3 separate regions of the Ovis aries genome follow, and regions 1 and 2 are each linked to region 3. The links are chromatin contacts, called in public Hi-C maps. All regions are on one chromosome and are shown on one strand. Each heading gives the region's core, a stretch centred on a gene start, on an enhancer-like site or on the middle of the called end of the contact. The rest is flanking DNA. Distances are from core to core; before and after follow the strand shown.

The links. A called contact is a pair of places that touch in the nucleus more often than the background predicts.
Region 1: a Hi-C map of liver shows a contact between it and region 3, with 8 times the contacts expected there. The contact joins two enhancer-like sites. A contact is called at or near these places in 7 of 16 Hi-C or Micro-C datasets (liver, mixed tissues, muscle and 3 more).
Region 2: a contact with region 3 is called in a Hi-C map of tail adipose tissue, with 3 times the contacts expected there. The contact joins two enhancer-like sites. A contact is called at or near these places in 6 of 16 Hi-C or Micro-C datasets (hypothalamus, liver, retroperitoneal adipose tissue and 2 more).

Annotation. Positions count from the first base shown.
Region 1 is chr3:81,065,330-81,068,029 of ARS-UI_Ramb_v3.0, forward strand. No RefSeq gene overlaps it. Among named protein-coding and RNA genes, the nearest start is that of ZFP36L2, 81 kb to the left of the region's middle. Within about 2 kb of position 1,427, at least 10 of the 54 cell types and tissues checked have an H3K27ac peak or open chromatin away from gene starts, as enhancers often do. A contact at or near this core is called in liver, where this site is marked.
Region 2 is chr3:81,207,269-81,209,968 of ARS-UI_Ramb_v3.0, forward strand. It overlaps LOC114113941 (a long non-coding RNA gene), which reads right to left. Exons shown (of 3, transcript XR_003588726.3): 1 at 537-2,700. Among named protein-coding and RNA genes, the nearest start is that of TRNAI-UAU, 140 kb to the right of the region's middle. Within about 2 kb of position 1,288, at least 10 of the 54 cell types and tissues checked have an H3K27ac peak or open chromatin away from gene starts, as enhancers often do. A contact at or near this core is called in tail adipose tissue, where this site is marked.
Region 3 is chr3:80,744,412-80,747,167 of ARS-UI_Ramb_v3.0, forward strand. THADA (THADA armadillo repeat containing) reads left to right here. Exons shown (of 38, transcript XM_060412225.1): 26 at 2,663-2,754. Among named protein-coding and RNA genes, the nearest start is that of THADA, 92 kb to the left of the region's middle. Within about 2 kb of position 1,395, at least 12 of the 54 cell types and tissues checked have an H3K27ac peak or open chromatin away from gene starts, as enhancers often do. A contact at or near this core is called in liver and tail adipose tissue, where this site is marked.

The sequences.
Region 1 (2,700 bases), core at 177-2,676, 320 kb after region 3:
TTAACCATGGCCTCTGTCCACCACGTCTGATGAGCATCTCATCTAGTGGATTCTGACACTGGTATCTCGAGTCTTCCTCCCTTCTCCCCCATTCCCCACAACCCTCAGTGTTTGTAAGTTTAGATCTCTTCCTAAGATCTCATCTCTTCTTAAGAGTGGCCAGTGGAACCAATCAGACCTCCTGGGCCATCCTCCACCCAGCTGATGTGATGGCACCCTCCCCTCCTGATGGCTCCAGCCTGCCTCTCTGCCCTCCGGTCCCAGCACTTGCAGGACGTGCAGAACCCATGAGCATGCTATGCGGGAAACAACTGGGCCAGACTGCTTCCTTAGGTTTGTTCAGAGGCCGCTGAATAGATCTGTGGGCCACTCCTTCCTCAGCGCCCCACTCTGCTCTGTCCACTCTGTGTTGAGCGGCTGAGGGAACACAGCCCTATTCTGTTCCCCCAGCCACATACACAGCCCTGACCCCAGACGCAGAGGGGCCTTCAACCTCTCTCTCTCTCGACCCTGATACCACCAACAGCGTGGGGGTCCACACCACGGAAACCTGGGTGGGATCTCGTGTTTGCCCCTTTCCCACTGGGGCCCTCAGACAAGTTATTTTATCTCTGAGGAATTTTTTCCTCATCTCTCAAATGGGGTAATATCACTACCTGTCTCCCAGAATGGGTAGTTGAGTCTGTCAAGTGTTTGGCACAGAGCCTGGCACATCATGAGAGGGTAGCAAATAACTTTCATGGTTTCCACTCTTGTTATTAATCACTAGGACCTGGGAGAGAGTGCAGATAACTCAGAGTGGCTGACGCCTCTGTCCTTCCCTCCCCTCCCCAGACTCTCCAGCACATCCTTCATCCCCTCTGCACTTGTTCAGAGCCTCCTGTTCGTCTCCTCTCTGGCTGTCTGCTCTCGTTCCCTAAACAGGGGCTTAGGCAAGGCCACCTAGTCCCCTTTGGCCAGCCCTTCCTCCCAGGACCCAGTGCTGTCCCCACAGGGCTGTGATCCCAGCATCAGAATTGTCCTCAGCCTGGGGGTGGTGTGGGCTGCCACGTTCAGCTTCTTATTACAACAGCAGTGGGATTGCTCAGTAAAGCCCCCAAATCTGACCCCAACCACACAGGGAGTGAGATGCTGAACTGGCATGCTGGCAACCCAGGTCTTCTGGCTCCAAAGCCAAGACTGTCTCCATTCTGCCCTGCTACTGTCCCTTCCAGCCTTTTTTGCCTCTGTATGTCTCAGTCTCCTCATCTGCACAATGGGCATATGAAGAGGAGGGGAGAAGCATGGGGTTGGGATGGGAAGCTGGGAGGAGGTGGAGGCCATGCTGTGTACCAGGCAGGCAAGCCTGGCTGGGGTGAGGACTCTAAGAGGGTAAACAGGAGGTGAGGGAGGCCTGACCAGTCTCCACCCTTCCAGCCGCACAAGAACTGTATCTGAGTCCACAGCGCCCCCTGCTGGCAGATCACCCAGAAGCTCCCTGTGGGCAGCACCAGCCCCAAGCCTCACATTTCCCTTTGGTGACCACTGGGAAGGTGTCACCCCTCCCCTCAGGGAGCCCAGTCTGAGGGCCGACGTGTATCCAAGGCTCAGGAAGCCCAGGATGGGGAGTGGGAGCCAGTGTTTCTGTCTGAGAAGGGAGCTCCCTAGGCCAAGGGGTTCAACATTCTCTTCCGGAGAGCCCGTTGAAATCTCTGCCAGAGGGAAAGACCTGCAGACTGGCCGGAAGCCAGGTGGTCTGCCCCGTGCCCAGCAGTTACCCATGGTTACAGCGTCTCCCATTCCCCCACCCCTATCCCACAGGGACGACGGGGGAGACAGGTGAGGGCAGACGCTGAGAAACCAGGGCCCTTGCTTGCCCTCCAGCCAGGTCCCCTCATCAACACTCTCACCATCTACAAATGGTCCTTTTAGCCCTCCAGATCCCAGGCCCACCTTCCTCCTTGCCAGGACTCTTGCCTGCATTGGCAGTAGTTTCATCATCTCTGCGTTTCCTTAGCCTGATTCTGTGTTAGGAGCTAGGGACTCAGAGCAACAAGCCCCTAACAAGACCACCAGGACCTCCAAATGGCAGTATTCTCCCCATCTTCTCCCTTCCCACTAACCCCCTGGATGGTCCATGCTCTGGGCTCCAGGACCTGCTCTGCAGGGCAGTCTTAACACACCCCAGATTAAAATCCAGCAACTTGTGGTCACCCTCCTGTCCCCTCCCTGGAAAGTCACCACTCACCACCTCCAACCTTGGGCTCTTCTCACTGCCTTTGAGACTTTTCCATCAACCTGCACCCTTCCTGGACTGTTTACATAAAGACCAGATTGAGATCCTCCTCTTCCAGGAAGTCTTCCTAGAGGAAGTCAGCTGGACACAGTTTTGCCCCAGGGGACATTCAGCAATGTTAGAGACATTTTTGATTGTTAGAACCGGGAGGTGGTGCTGCTGGCAGCTACTGGGTAGAGATCAGAGACACTGCCCAGCATCCTACAGTGCACAGAACAGTCCCTACAACTAAGAAATACCCAGCCCCAAATGTCAATAGTGTCAAGTCTGAGAAACCCTGATTTGCAGAAATCCACAGATTGAAATCTTCTAGGTGGCACAATGGTAAAGAATCTGCCTGTCAGTGCAGGATAGGTAGGAGATGTGGGTTTGATCCCTGGGTTGGGAAGATCCCCTGAAGAAGGAAATGGCAACCCACTCCAGTA
Region 2 (2,700 bases), core at 38-2,537, 460 kb after region 3:
GCAGTGATGCTGAAGCATGTGGTCCCTGCTCCGGGCTGGTGGTACAGATCTTGCCTCTGTGGTCCCCAGGCACTAGGACCACCTGGCCGCATTCTTCCCACTCACTCCAGAACAAGCAGTGTGCCATGAAGCTGTCTCCCAGACGACTTTCCCCCAGCCATTTCAAACCACCTCCTGGGTGGCATACTATTGCTTTGGCAGCATCTAGAATAGCTGCTTTGCACAGGGGACTGTCACTAAAGTTTCCTCCCCTGCTGCAACCTGAGTCAAGCTCTACCCACCCCTTGCAGCAGGATTTTCCCTCACACCTAACTGGGGTTTCTCCCACACAAGCCTCTGAGGTTGAAGGATGGTGCTGCCTTCTTCCCCCTTTCCTGGTCCCATTGCCATTAGCAGCAGCTTCTCTGCAGCCTGTCTGCTTCAACCTTGCTTGAAGCCTTGTTTCGAAGCCCCCTCCACTGGGCAATAAGCTTCATCAGGGAGGGCTACAGGGAAACAGGAATCATGGGAAAATGAAAACACATCACTTTACATACCTGCATGCAGAGATCCATAGACACCAATATCAAGATCTCCACCTACTCAGGCCCTCACGGCAGACACCCTGGGGTGAGTGGGACCAGTTCAGGGACTTCTCAGTGTTACCCCAGGAGCCCCACACCATCCTGATCCTTTGTCTTCCCTCTCAAGATTGTTTTTTCTCTCCCCATCTCTCAAAGGCCTTGGGAGGGAGGCAAAGAGGAGGGAACGATACCTCTTCTATAGATATTCCTAAGGATAAAAACTTGGAGGTGCCCCTCTAGCTGGTGGATTTCTATGGCTTAAATGCCTCCTGCCCCTCAAGGCTTCTGGACACAGTCCCCTCTGCTGGGCTCCAGACCCCTCCGTCAGCTGCTCCGAGACCCCCCTCTCTGATCTCCCAGCGGCTCTTCCAACTCACCCTGTCCCAAACTGACTCGTCCTCTTCCTTAAGCTACCTGCTCCTCTTTCCCCAAACCCACACGCATCTGGTCCTCTCTGCTCCCTAAACAGCTCCCCTCTCTCCCTCCCTCTCCCACTGCACTGAGTCAGCCCTCAAGTTCCACTTCCCATCTGGGTCTCCTCTCTCCACCGCCCTCCCAGCCCTTCATGGTGACTGCAGGACTATTCTTAGGGCAAGTTGGGTCTTAAGCCCTCAAGCTTAAACTCCTTCGCGAACTTCGCGGTGATCACAGGACGCTGCGCCCTGATCCAGCCTACCCTGACCCTTCTGCTCTGATGTTTATGAGCAGCTTCTCGGGTACCCAGACAGGCCTGGCTCGCTCTTGACTTCCCTGTCACACGTGTGGTTGGAATGCTCACTCCCTTGAGTGCCTGCTGAACTGCTCATTTTTCAAGATCCTGCTTGAGTCACATCCCCTGGGAAGGCATCCTGAGTCAGAGTTAATCACGCCCTTCTCCTGTTACCACAGAACGTTATTCACGTTTCCCCTTGGGTGCCTCTCCCATCCTCCACCATGCAGCCTGGCCAGAGCACCCCCGCCTCCCACCTGGACTGTTACAAGTGTCTCCTGACCCAGCCCCTGCCCTTGCTCTCGCCTCTTCCAGGCTACTGTGGAAACAACAGTCCAAGTGGTCCTTTGGAAAAACCAGTCAATAAACATCTCCCGGTTCAAAACTCTCCAGTGCCTCCCATCTCACTCACCATAAAAGCTAAAACCCTACAGTGGCCTCTGACATCTCCTGGCCTGGTCCTCCTTAACCTTTGGACCTCCATCCCTGCTCCCCTTTCCCTCCCCGCCCCAGAAACACTGGCTTTCTTGTTGCTCCCGAACACTTGAGGCCCTCTCCTGCCCCTGGGCCTTTGCACATCCCCCAGAAACCCACTGTCATCTCTCCTATCAGCTTCAAGTCTTTGTTCAGTCTCACCTTCTCAGGGAAGCCCACCCTCCCAGGCCTGTGAACACTGCAACCAGCCTCTGGCTCCCAATCCCCCCTTATCTGCTCCATTTTCCTTTTTTACAGCAAGTCGAAGAACTGATGCTTTCGAATTGTGGTGCTAGAGAAGACTCTTGAGGGTCCCTTGGACTTCAAGGAGATCAAACCAGTCAATCCTAAAGGAAATCAACCCTGAATACTCATTGGAAGGACTGATGCTGCAGCTGAAGCTCCAATACTTTGGCCACCTGATGCAAAGAGCCAACCCTTTGAAACAGACCCTGAGGTTGGGAAAGATTGAAAGCAGGAAGAGAAGGGGACGACAGAGGACAAGATGGTTGAATGGCATCGTCAACTCAATGGACATGAGTTTGAGTGAATTCTGGGAGATAGTGAAGGACAGGGAAGCCTGGAGTGCTGTAGTCCATGGGGTCACAAGAGTCAGACATGACTTAGCGAGTGAACAACAGTGATAGCACTTTTTACCTTCTAAACATATTAGTTAACCTATTTTTTTTTTTAATTTTATAGCCTATCTCCCCTTCCAAAACTATCTGGTTTGTTTACTCATAGATCCAATGAGCCTAAAATATTGCTGACACATGGTATACACTCAGTAATGAAGGCATGAATCAATTAATCAAAGCTATTTATTGGTGGGCTTCCTCAGCAGTCAGTGAGGCCCTGGAGATGGAATCCATGCTCAGTCACCTCTGGGCCCTCAGAGCTTAGCCCGCTGCCCTGGCTACAGTGGTTGCACAAGAACCGTTTACTGAACGAATG
Region 3 (2,756 bases), core at 145-2,644:
CTTATAAGTTTATCTTTTGGTCACCTTTGGAGATTACTGTGGCATGAACTCATTATTCTGCAAACTGGTAAATTTATGGAAATAATTCTGTATTAACTGATAACAGAATGACCAAATAGCTCACTAGGGAAAGCTTTTTTTTTTTTTTTTAATGGTAGTTTTTCTAAAAACTGTAACTAATTAATGGTAGAACACCACTAATTTGCTGTATCTACTGGAAAAATTAATGATAGTCATTGGCCACTAATGAGGGAACTTGATGGTGAATGGATCAGGATGGTAATCCTTCTGATCCATCTTAACATTACTCAAAGACATTATGTGTCTCCTGCCTTCAGCCTGTTGAATCAAACAAGGGAGTTTTCCTTCTGCAGGCCCTCATTCAGTCTGTAAAACAGTCCTCTATGGTTTTGATAAAGTGTGCCTCCTCAGGCTTCCCCTTTCCTCTCCAGGCAGTCCTGTTTTAACTTTACTGCCTCTGGCAGTCTTTGTCAGAAAGTTTGGTTTAGGGCAAGATGAAGTTTGTGTATTGATTTTTCTTTTCGTTTTATGCTTTTGTGTGATTCTTTAAAAAAAACAACCACCAACTTTTAATTTTATATTGGTGTGTAACCTGCTAACAATTTTGTGGTAGTTTCAGGAGCACAACAGAGCGACTCAGCCATGCATATACATGTATCTATTCTCCCCCAAACTCCCTTCCCATCGAGGCTGCAGCATAACATTGAGCAGAGTCCCCTGTGCTACACAGTAGGTCCTTTTTGGTTGTTACTTTTAAATATAGCAGTGTGTACCTGTCCATCTCAAGGTGATAGGGTCATGGATGACTTTACTAAGTCATCTTCAACCTAAGGAGTCTTTGGGAACCAAGTCCATAGACTAGGTGAGAGGTAAGACCTGAGCTAGGTCAGAGGGGATGTCAGTAGAGTACCAGGACAGAGTGACTTGTTTGGAGATATCAGGGATTTCATTAATGTTTGTTAACTGTGGAATGGATGTAAGTGAGCTTGTCCAATTTTAGAGTTTCATTGCAATTAAGGTATGAATTGTGCCGGTGTATCTGTGGTCCATTTCAAGAGTTACCGCACATAAATTGAGTCAGTCATGTGCTTCTGGAGGAGAGGTTACACACTGGTGGCTGATATGTCAAATCTGGCCCACAACTGTGTTTTATTTGGCTCCCGCAATACGGTTTTTTTTTTTTTCTTTAATTTATTGCCAACATTTCAAAATAGAATTCACATAAAACTTAGGGTTTCTGGCTTCTGTTGAAAAAGCAGAAGATCTGGCAACACCGGGCTTACATTTTCCTCAGGGCATTAGCTTCAGCTTCAGCTTAATAGTGCCTGCCTTAGACCCAGTCCTCTGCCGCCTGTGTAACTCACTGCCTTTGTGGGCGTTTGAGTGTGTGATCCTTACTGCAGTAGTTTCGGGAAGCTGTTTTCTAAATCCTACATTGTTACTGTCAGCTACCTTTCTTCTTACATTGCTATTTTAACACACTGTATAACTCCTGTCTAATTAGAATATGAGCTCTGTGTTAGCAGTAAGTGTGTGTCTTCTATTTCTGGATATTCTCCATGGTGCTAGTATACGGCCTTACATACTTAGGAAAGTCAGTACATATTTATACATCTCTACTCAGATTTGGCAAGGTAATTGAGGAAGCCCAATATCCCTGGTATAGGGCTTCCCTTGTGGCTCAGCTGGTAAAGAATCTGCCTGCAATGCAGGAGGCCTGGATTCGATCCCTGGGCTGGGAAGATCCCCTGGAGAAGGAAAAGGCTACCCACTGCAGTATTCTGGCCTGGAGAATTTCATGGACTATATAGTTGATGGGGTTGCTATAAAGAGTCAGACACGTCTGAGTCAGACATGACTGACCGACTTTCACCTTCAATGTCCCTGGTGGCTCAGATGGTAAGGAGTCCGCCTGCAGTGCAGGAGACCTGGGTTGATCCCTGGGTTGGGAAGTCCCTTGGAAGAGGGCATGGCAACCCACTCCAGTATTCTTGTCTGGAGAATCCCCATGGTTAGGAAAGCCTGGTGGGCTACAGTCCATGGAGTCCCAAAGAGTCAGACACTACTGAGCAACTAAGCACAGCACAATATGCCTTGATACTCAAGACATTTTTATGACATAGGAAACTGTCTTGATACATTGGTTGGGAAGCAGATTAGTATTTTATTGGCCATATTAATAATGTGGATCCATTGAGTTAGATCTGATAAGTATTTTCTCATAGGTAAATGATTGTAGAAAATAAAAGGAAAGAGCTAAGCTCTTTCTTGGGATATTCATCAGAAATGATGTAGAAAAATGAATTTATTGGTTTTGTTTTTTTAAAAATGGTTACTTGATGATACAGGTACAAAGAGATAATGCAACAGTTGGTGGTTGTAAAGAAGTACAGGAAAAAGCTGTGTTATGTACATGTGGTTGGATTGTTGAGCTCAGTTTAAGAGGAAGTCCTTCATAGTAATGAAGTAATTGCTATAAAGTTATTGAAAATTGTCTTATTTTATGAACACAACTCTATCTTCTTTAGCCACACACTAGGCAATCGGGTAATGGTTTTGAACATTGTAAATGTCTGAACATTGTAAATGTTGGTTTCATGCCATGAATATTTCTTAACTTGTACTGTGTATTTTTACACAGGTGAGAAATTCATCCACGCTTCTCTTCAGTACCTTGATCACAAGAATATTTGGAGTTAAAAGGGGAAAGGATGAACTTTCCAAAAAAAATAGGT